Linked DNA regions of Triticum aestivum: region 2 is linked to region 1. Evidence: chromatin contacts called from public Hi-C data. All regions are on one chromosome and are shown on one strand. The core of a region is the stretch at or near the end of the contact, and the rest is flanking DNA. Distances in the headings are between cores, read along the strand shown. Region 1 holds the start of LOC123127425 (vesicle transport protein SFT2B). Region 2 has its middle 12 kb from the start of LOC123127427.

The links. A called contact is a pair of places that touch in the nucleus more often than the background predicts.
Region 2: a Hi-C map of leaf shows a contact between it and region 1, with 2.6 times the contacts expected there. The contact joins the enhancer-like site here to the promoter of LOC123127425 in region 1. A contact is called at or near these places in 3 of 5 Hi-C or Micro-C datasets (leaf and root).

What each region holds. Positions count from the first base shown.
Region 1 is chr6A:273,226,765-273,232,039 of IWGSC CS RefSeq v2.1, reverse strand. LOC123127425 (vesicle transport protein SFT2B) reads left to right here and starts at 3,205. Exons shown (of 5, transcript XM_044547128.1): 1 at 3,205-3,628. The coding sequence starts at 3,488.
Region 2 is chr6A:273,352,913-273,358,187 of IWGSC CS RefSeq v2.1, reverse strand. No RefSeq gene overlaps it. Among protein-coding and RNA genes, the nearest start is that of LOC123127427, 12 kb to the left of the region's middle. Within about 2 kb of position 2,362, at least 1 of the 8 cell types and tissues checked has an H3K27ac peak or open chromatin away from gene starts, as enhancers often do. A contact at or near this core is called in leaf, where this site is marked.

The DNA of each region.
Region 1 (5,275 bases), core at 1,956-4,455:
GAACCGTCTCGTTTGCACGCTTCGAAGGTATAACCCCGAGACGACATCCGTGAACGAATGCTTGCAATGTTTGAGATGCTCGTGTTTGCACCATGTCCAAATTGTCACTCGTTTCCTTGTCGCCAACTCATGGGACACCCGGAATCTGGGATCACCCAACCATCTCTAGCATGTTCCGCACATCCGCACCCTTGCTTCTTTTGCACCGACATCTCAATCGAGTTACCGGAACCGGAACGTTGCCGTGGCACCGTTTTCGTTATTGTCGCCGTGGCACCCTTTCTTTCCACCACGGTGACAAATCCTTCAAAATATGCTCATGTCAACTTTTAACAAAAAATGCATAAAACTTTCATATGGCATCCGCATCATGATGATAACATTTAAAATGTTTAAAAATTGGTGGTTGCATTAAATTGCTAAATGCATATGGGGATTTACCGGAATTGTTGCTTGTTATTTCCGGCCTCATTTAAACTTGCCTAACTGTGTATTTTACTTATGCTTCAGCTCTTGCATGCTTAACAACATTTAAAATTGTTGGGTACATAAACAAGAGAGAACTAAATAATTGATGTGGTGTTTCGTCAATGTGCAACTCGTTGCATATTGAGCTCCACTTAATTTGTTGTTTTGATTGTTCACTTTGCCATGCCATGCCTCTATAAACCGGACATGCATCATACTTGGTTGTGCATCATGCCATGTTTATGTGATGGTTGTTTACCATGTTGTTTGCTTCTTTCCGGTATTGCTTCTTCGGGTTAGTTCTGATAACGTCGCGTTTGTGAGGATTCATTCGACTACGTCCGTTTGCCTTCTTATTGGACTCGTTCTTCTTCCTTGCGGGATTTCAGGCAAGATGACCATACCCTTGAAATCGCTTCTATCTTTGCTTGCTAGTTGTTCGTTCTATTGCTATGTCGTGCTACCTACCACTTGTTTATCAAGCCTCCCAAATTTCCATGTCAAGCCTCTAACCCACCTTTCCTAGCAAACCGTTGTTTGGCTATGTTACCGCTTTTGCTCAGCCCCTCTTATAGCGTTGCTAGTTGCAGGTGAAGCTGAAGTTTGTTCCATGTTTGGAACATGGATATGTCGGGATATTACAATATCTCTTATTTATTTAATGCATCTATATACTTGGTAAAGGGTGGAAGGCTCGGCCTTATGCCTGGTGTTTTGATCCACTCTTGCCGCCCTAGTTTCCGTCATACCGGTGTTATGTTCCTTAATTTTGCGTTCCTTACGCGGTTGGGTGTTATGGGAACCCCTTGAGAGTTCGCTTTGAATAAAACTCCTCCAGTAAGGCCCAACCTTGGCTTTAACATTTGCCACCTAAGCCTTTTTCCCTTGGGTTCTGCAGACCCAAGGGTCATCTTTATTTTAAACCCCCGGGCTAGTGCTCCTCCAAGTGTTGGTCCAAACTGGGCGATGTCCGGCGCCCCCTGGGCAACGAGGGTCTATGCCAACCCGACGTCTGGCCCATCTGGTGTGCCCTGGGAATGAGATACGTGCGACTCCTATCGGGATTTGTCGGCACATCGGGCGGCTTTGCTGGTCTTGTTTTATCATTGTCGAAATGTCTTGTAACTGGGATTCCGAGACTGATCGGGTCTTCCCGGGAGAAGGAATATCCTTCGTTGACCGTGAGAGCTTGTGATGGGCTAAGTTGGGACACCCCTGCAGGGTATAGACTTTCGAGACCCGTGCCCGCGGTTATGTGGCAGATGAGAATTTGTTAATGTCCGGTTGTAGAGAACTTGACACTTGACTTAATTAAAATGCATCACCCGTGTGTGTAGCCGTGATGGTCTCTTTTCGGCAGAGTCCGAGAAGTGAACACGGTCTTGTGTTATGCTTGAACGTTAGTAGCGTCAGGATCACTTCTTGATCACTTCTAGTTTCTCGACCATTGCGTTGCTTCTCTTCTCGCTCTTATTTGTGTATGTTAGCCATCATATATGCTTAGTGCTTGCTGCAGCTCCACCTTACTACCTTCTCCTACCCATAAGCTTAAATAGTCTTGATCTCGCGGGTGTGAGATTGCTTAGTCCTCGTGACTCATAGATACTTCCAAACAGTTGCAGGTGCCGATGATACCAGTGCAGGTGATGCAACCGAGCTCAACTGGGAGCTCGATGAAGATCTTGGTCGTTGTTATGTGTCTTTTTCGTTTGATCAGTAGTGGAGCCCAGTTGGGACGATCGGGGATCTAACATTTGGTGTTGTCTTCCTTTATTTTGGTTCCGTAGTCGGACCTTGATTGTATTCTGGATGATGTATGTTTTGTATTTGTATGAAGTGGCGATTGTAAGCCAACTCTTTATCCCTTTCTTATTCAGTACATGGGATCGTGTGAAGATTACCCCTCTTGCGACAAACCTACCATGAGGCAGGGGGGCGCGCCTAGGGGGTAGGGCGCACCCCCACCCTCGTGGTGGTCTCGTGACTCTTCTGATCCATCTCCGATACTCCGTGGGCTTCTTCTGGTCAAAAAATGATCTTCGTAAATTTTCAGGTCAATTGGACTCCGTTTGGTATTCATTTTCCGTGATACTCAAAAATAAAGAAATAACAAAAACCAGCACTGGGCTCTAGGTTAATAGGTTAGTCTCAAAAATCATATAAAATAACATATAAGACATCCTAGATGGATAATATAATAGCATGGAACAATCGAAAATTATAGATACGTTGGAGACGTATCAACGCCATACACATGCGTGCACCACAACACAAAATGGTGCACCCACGCAAACACACATCAAACATCACACACATGAGCACATCCGCCGCCGCCGGGTGCGACAATTTGGGAGGAGCTTGGTGGTGTGCACGAGCTCAAGAGGCAGGATCTCGCGAGAAGGCAACGACAGCGGAGGATTGCAGCTCGTGCAAGGCTGGAGTTCGCGAGCAGCACATGTCAACGACCTTTCTTCCGAGAGCTGTGGCCCGTGGGAGAGTAGCTCGTGCATGGGCGCAACGACGGGATGTCGAGTCGGCGAGTGGAGATCAAGGAAGGCCGAAGCCCATGTGTCCAGCGAGGAGGACGTGACTTGGAGGTAGCCATCGAGGCCATGGGAGTACATGGCTTCTTTGACGCTGTCATGGCCGCGGAATAGGGCAATCCAAATCTGAGCTGTTTCTCTACGCCGCGCAGATGCTAGGCTTCATCTCCAACCGAGCCAAATCGAGCGAGTGAGTCAGACTTACTCCTAGTCAGGGGCCGACACGCGCCTCCTCGCAACGTCAGCACCTGACAAGCGGGGCCCGCTGGTCAGTTGCGGCCTGATCCGGGAAAAAAAACCCGTAAAGTGGTTTCCCAGGCCCAATTGTGGTACCAAAGTGAACTCCGCTGGCCGTGAAAGAACACTGCGCCATCTTCCTCGCCGGACGGGATCCTCCCGCACCAGCCTTCACCGACGGGTCGCTGGCCGTGCTTTCGAGGCTGCCCCCATCGGAGATTCCCAGTATCTGAGCTAGCATGGATAGGATGCGGGATGCCTTGGAGCGGGTCAAGATGCTGGTCGGCATGGAGTTCGACGAGGAGTCCGCGCCGCCGCCGCCTGAGGAGCAGTCCTTCTTCGACGACATCAACCGGCACTGCACCCTCAACACCACCCAGGAAAGCCGCCGCCTCCTCCTCCTCCGTTCCCCATCTTTTACTTGCTACCTCTCGGACCCGAGGCGTCTCCGCTCAGATCTGGCTGTGAGAGTCACCCGGGACTATCAGCCAAGATAATGCCAACTACGTAGTTGCAGTCATTACCTTCTCGGGGACTGGCCAGCAAGGATTGATGAGGATAGGTCGCGGTAGAACATCTCCATCAATGCGGCTACGCTGCTCATCAAATCTGGGTTACTGTTCTTGTTGTATATAGTGGTTGTACCACAGAACTGAAATCCAAGACCTTTCGATTTTGTTTTTCTGTGTGCAGAGGTTGTATGGTTTTGCGACATGCTTGGCTGCCGGTTTGACTTGCACTTTCTTGGTGAGTTTACCTTACCTGCCTTATCAGCATTCTTATGCGCAGTTCCCCTATTTTTTTTTCTGCACGTGTAACATCGCCTGATTAATAGTATTTTTTTTTCTTCCTGAACGCTGTTATTTGTACCTATTCCGATGCTACACCCTTGCAGTATGTTCTTTAACCTTCGGGTTTAAGTCATCTTCTTATGCTTTATCAGGCCGTCTCCTTTTGGATCTCATATGGAGATAACATCGTGTATGATTAGGAGTTCTTGTTAGTATTCACGATGTTTTGCCAATTTGGCACACGGCATTAGCAGTAAATTTAAAATAAAAAGCATTTTGGAGAGCTGGTTTTTATTTTTCTAGAGCTCCTTGGATGTCATTAGCTTTTGTGGCACTCTCTTGTCACAGAGAATGCCAGAAGCTTGGCGCCACTTCATCCATCCGGCTTTGATTCGATGGTTCACATCTTCATCAATACCCCCATCCTCCTGCAGCATTGACCCCAAATACCGAAAGGTGTCCTTCAGTACTACTAGGTGTGAGGAGGAGGTTAGCCTTGATGGCCAGGTGGTACCTCAGAAGGACACCTTTCGGTATTTGGGGTCAATGCTGCAGGAGGATGGGGGTATTGATGAAGATGTGAACCATCGAATCAAAGCCGGATGGATGAAGTGGCGCCAAGCTTCTGGCATTCTCTGTGACAAGAGAGTGCCACAAAATCTAAAAGGCAAGTTCTACAGGACGGCGGTTCGACCCGCAATGTTGTATGGCGCTGAGTGTTGGCCGACTAAAAGGCGACATGTTCAACAGTTAGGTGTGGCGGAGATGCGTATGTTGAGATGGATGTGTGGCCACACGAGGAAGGATCGAGTCCGGAATGATGATATACGAGATAGAGTTGGGGTAGCACCAATTGAAGAGAAGCTTGTCCAACATCGTCTGAGATGGTTTGGGCATATTCAGCGCAGGCCTCCAGAAGCTCCGGTGCATAGTGGGCGGCTAAAGCGTGCGGAGAATGTCAAGAGAGGGCGGGGTAGACCGAATTTGACATGGGAGGAGTCCGTTAAGAGAGACCTGAAGGATTGGAGTATCACCAAAGAGCTAGCTATGGACAGGGGTGCGTGGAAGCTTGCTATCCATGTGCCAGAGCCATGAGTTGGTTGCAAGATCTTATGGGTTTCACCTCTAGCCTACCCCAACTTGTTTGGGACTAAAGGCTTTGTTGTTGTTGCTGCTGATAGGCCCCCTTTGTGTCCACGTAGAGGCCTCTTGAGTCATATGTGAGTTTTGCGCGCC
Region 2 (5,275 bases), core at 1,113-3,612, 130 kb before region 1:
AAACTGGCATGGTCATGTACTCCAATCTTCTATATATTGGGGAGCTTTCCTCTCAATTCTCATATGCTCTTGTACATCATTTTTGGGGCCCTATAGCGATAGGAGTTGCCCCTTGCACTGCTTTGTGGCTGACCTACAATGAACCATCCAAGCTTCATTTGCAGTCTCCTATGATCAAAACCTACAGAGTCGTGGCAGTTCTCGGCACCCTATTTTTTTATTAGTTTATAAGTAGACTAGTACATCCAGTGGTGTAATTCTTTCTTGAACTTGTGCATCTGGTGGTGTAATTCTATATGAACATTAACACACTATACATTTTAATCCGCCCTTTCAAATGTCAGGGCCTAAATTTTGATTCGCTCCGGGCCTCTGATTTTCTAGGTACGGCCCTGGCGTCGGCAGTCGGCACACACCTTGGATATCTTATGGAGTTCATGGTCGAGCTGCAAAGAATGAATGAACCAAGGTTGCTCCGAGCGGACCTGATCTGCTCCTCGAGCATGGAAACAGGTTCGCGTCTCCAGGTCTCACACTTTTCCTCGCCACCTCCTGCTGCATCAACTCGCTCTTTTGCGCCTCCGGCTCCGATCCATCTTCCTCTCGGCCTTCACGCTGTACATGTACAAGGCAAGGCCCATTGGGAGTGGCCGAGCAGGTGGTCGATGTCGTGCATTGCCACCGATTACAGGTCGACGGCCGCGTCCCGCGTCCAGGGACGCGCACGACATGTTACCGCTGAGATCCGCGAGAAGGGCTACCAGAGGTTCGGCGTCCCGATGCGGCGGCACACCCTGGCCATCGCCATTACTATAGAGCGGTCGGGCCCTGCCGGCGGAGGGAAGGAGCCGATGTGCCGCTTGCACGAGAAGGTCCAGCGCTTGTGCCGGTGCTCGCGGTCAACGACGGCCTGGTCATGGGAGTGAGACGCGGCCTTGCCGTCGGCGTCTCTGGCCTGGCCGACGCCGGAGCTCCCCACGCGCTTCCTCTTCGCGTCGGGCATGGTAGCGAGGGAGTAGCTGCCCTAGTCCACGTAATGCGCGCACCAGGGGGGCACAACAGCACCGTCCACGTCCATGTCATGGCCACATCGAGCTGGAGCACCTTCAAGAAGATGTCCAGGTCGACACCCGGGCCGGCGAGCGATCGAGAGCGTGTTGATGACGTTCGTGAGGTGGTCGACCTCCCCGCTGCAGAGGATCAGGGTTTTGACGCATGCGTGGAATTTCTTGGCCGACTTGACGACGTCGGAGGGGTCGCTCGCGGCGTTGAGCACCTCCTGCCCCCGCAGTGCCTCCTTCCGCGGCAGCTGCATCCAGGTGGAACCGGAACCGTCCATCGATAGGCGAGAAGGCCCGCGCAAGTGTGCCCATAAGCCCGCCGAATGCCCCGCCATCATGTGGACGCCGGCATGGAACCCGGTCGTGATTTCGACTTCATACGCGTACGCCGTCTCCACGAAGCTTAGTGTTGTCGTTGCCGCCCACCATACGAACGTGGCCACAAACACCTTCATCGGCGTCGCCCGATTGATGGTCTCATCCCCTTTTGCTCGTTTATCAACACGATATGAAAACAAAGTTAATCCTCGCCATCGTCACGATGCGATGGCAGGTGCCCCTTGCTCGCCCTAGTGCACCGCGACGGCCTATGCAACCCGTCGAGGTAACACGCCGTACTCGTCCTCGCGGCATGGGACGGTGGGCGAGCAGAATTTGCAGCGTCGCTTCTTGCAGGACAACGATGCAGGAGAGTCGGAGGTGGTGTGGGACGTCTCCGAGGGCAGCGGCGAGGACTTCGTGATCACCACGAACCATGAGAGCACGAAGCAGCCAACTACAACCGTGATCCATGAAGCAAATCCACACCAAATCTTTCTATTTATAGGGCGATAACCGACCATGCACAAATTAAGCGGTCGTTGATCTAGAAAGCACCTATTAAGCGGCGAACGATCCAGAAGGAACCAATCAAGCGGTGGGTAAAAATAGCAGCCAAACAATAGAACATTGACACATCAACACAACAGCAATACGTGGCATAACTTAGAGAAGACAGTGGGAAAAACAAATCAAAACCATCTAACCCAAGCGGCCATCCGGAATACACGGGATACAAATCATGGCATGCACATAGTCCCATCACGCAGCGGTAATTATATCATGCATGCAACCCCAGATGCCATACACATGATCAGAAAATCGTGGCAAACCAGCGCATGCATGCTGCCAAAAATCCTGCAGCTCCTGACATCCCAGATAAGAACAACGTTTGACCCAGCAAGCAAATCCCAAAGAGATCCTAGCAGATAGCGGCCTCGGCCAACAGCAGCAAAGTTCGACAGTGACAGGACAACCGGACCAACAGCGGCCAATCAAAAACGCAAGAACGGCACAGATCGACAGCGATAGGACATCTGGGTAAACAGCGACCAATCAAAAAGCCGAAGAATCATCGAAGCAAAAAGACCTGTCAGGACGCAAACTTCACCGCAAGAACTGGCCCACACCCAGCAAAAATACTAAACGAACCAAACCAACCTGCACACACGTTCAAAAATTTGAAATGAAACACCGAATCCACAAAGCAATTCTACGCCGCCAGGTACCAAAATAATACCACTTGGCACATACAAGATTCACCATGGGTCTTTTTCATACAAATGGATCAATCTCACGGCAAAAACCTTGCATGGAATAGAGGCTAGGGTATTTCTCCGGCGATCGAATCGTTCGGTCCCATGTAACCAATTGATCCTCTTGTTTCCTAGCTTCCAAGTCTGGCGAATATATATACCAAGAACAACTCACTGCTGTTTCAGGCAAAGAACAGCCAAGATGCGTGCTTGAGATCCGATCGCGCAACTCTCATCCTCCTTCACCTTACGAGAATGTTAGCGTGACGACACCATCGGCGGGCGTGCTCCTAATGCTACTGGACGACATAAAGACGAAGTCATTGGGCGAGCACCGGACGGCGGCAGGTGATACACATCATGTTCGTGGGCATGGACGACATGGACCTCCTACCCAAACATGGTCGGTTCTCGAATGCCTCCCACTCCATCAACGCCACGTCTTAGTACGCTCAAGACAGCCTCGGCCAATTTGCCCACGTCGACTGACCTCCTCGACCCTGGCTCCCCTGTCTCCATCGTGGTCAGGGCGCCTTCTCCCTAGCCGTCACTCGCTCGTCATGGTTGCGCATGTCAACGCCCCTGACAAGCAGGACCCGCAGGGCAGCGGCCACTCCAGCCAAAGTCAGGCGGCCCAACTCGCATACCAGCGGGCCAGAATGGACGCACTGAAGCCCACCTCATCACTACAAGTATCGAGTGGTCAGGAGAGGGCCGTCATCCAATGGATCAAGGACGACGACGGCTACCACTTCCCTTACGAACCCTAGAGCTACTCTGTTCTTCCCATTCGAGAGCACCGCTCCCCTGTAATTGAATTTGTATTAGCTACTACTTCAGAGAGCAATATAGATCGATCCTCTTCGTACCTAACATCTGATATCAGAGACCAAATCCTACCACTCAATCCGCTCTGGCTCACCTCATCGAGACGAGAGGCCTGCGACAAATACGCGAGGCCATGGATCCGAGCGTCTCGTCCTTCCTTCGAGACCAAGATCGAAGCCGCCATCGATGACCTACTCGCGTGGCGCCCCGATCTTGAGCGCCGAGTGGCGGATCTGGGCGACGCCGTCACCGCTCTGCAACGAGCCAAAGCGCCTCCACCAGCCCGACCCGAGGCGGATCCGGTGCCTGAAGGCGTTGATGCGGTGATCAATCCACGAGGGCCCGATGGCCACGGCGATTTCCAGATCAAACAGGGGCCACCGGCGGGCTCCGAGCGACGCCACCGCCGCTCCCGGCTAACGGTACGACCACCGATCCCGTAACTCCAGTCCTGCTGTCACCGTTCGGCCACACCAACCAGATGCTCACCGGCGCATCCATCCATAGTTTTTCCCACTTTTTGGGCGAGAACCCGAACTTGTGGAAAACTTTATGCGAGCAGTACTTCTCCATGTTCGGGATCACACCAGCCTTCTGGGTACCCATGGCAACACTCAATTTCACTGGGTCAGCGGCCGTGTGGTTGCAATCGATCCAAAAACGTCTAGGCGAGTTCGTTTGGGACTCCTTCACTACACTCTTGAGCACTCGTTTTGGCCGTGACCGCCATCAAATGCTCATACGTCAGTTCTACACCATTCGCCAAACCACATCTGTAGCTGATTATATTGAGAAATTCGAGTTGATCACCAATCATCTGAATTCTTATTCTGATTCGATGCATCCTTACTATTTTCTCACTCGTTTTGTTGAGGGACTGAGCCACGACATCTGAGCGGTGGTTATGGTGCAGCGACCACCCGACCTGGACACGACCTGCGCCCTAGTTCTGCTTCAGGAGGAGGTGGCTGACGGCGCGTTTGGTACGCCTCCAAGACCGCCAGAAACAGCACTGCGGCCAGGGGTGCCACTACCGCTGCCCCCCCACCACCGGCGCGTCACACCGCGCCCACGGTCGCCACCGACCGCCGCGGCACAAATGTTGCACGAGCCGAGGCGTCCAAGCTCAAGACGCTCCGCGACTACAGACGAGCCTGCGGCCTCTGTTTCAAGTGCGGCGAGAAGTGGGGGCACGATCATATGTGCCCTACCTCTGTACAACTACACGTCGTCAAAGAATTGCTCGATTTGTTCGGCATCGACAACTTCATCGACACTTAGATTCCAGCGACGAGCAGCACTGACGACACCGTTATGGCCATCTCCATATCGGCCGTGACAGGAGGAGTCTCAGCAAAAGCATTCCAGTTGTGCGCGTGGATTCAAGGCCGCGAGGTGCTCCTGCTGGTGGACTCGGGCAGTTCCAACTCCTTCATCGATGCCAAATTCGCCGAGTCCCTTCATGGGGTCCAACCTCTGCCATAACCTGGGCGCGTCCGAGTAGCCGACAACGGCGAACTGGTGTGTACATCACTTGTACCCAGTTGCGCCTGGTACTCTCAAGGCCAAGAATTCTTTGCCGATATGAAGCTGCTCCCGCTGGGTACTTACGACGCCATCCTGGGAATGGACTGGCTCGAAGAGCACAGTTCCATGACAGTGAACCGTGGCGCACACCGGCAGGGCCTCTCCGCCTTGTCGGGCATGATGCTGCATCAACAGCATGCGCGACTATCAACAATATCCAACTGCAAGGCCTATGCAGCAAAGGGGCCATATCGCACATCGTCCACCTCTGCCTTGTCGCGCCAG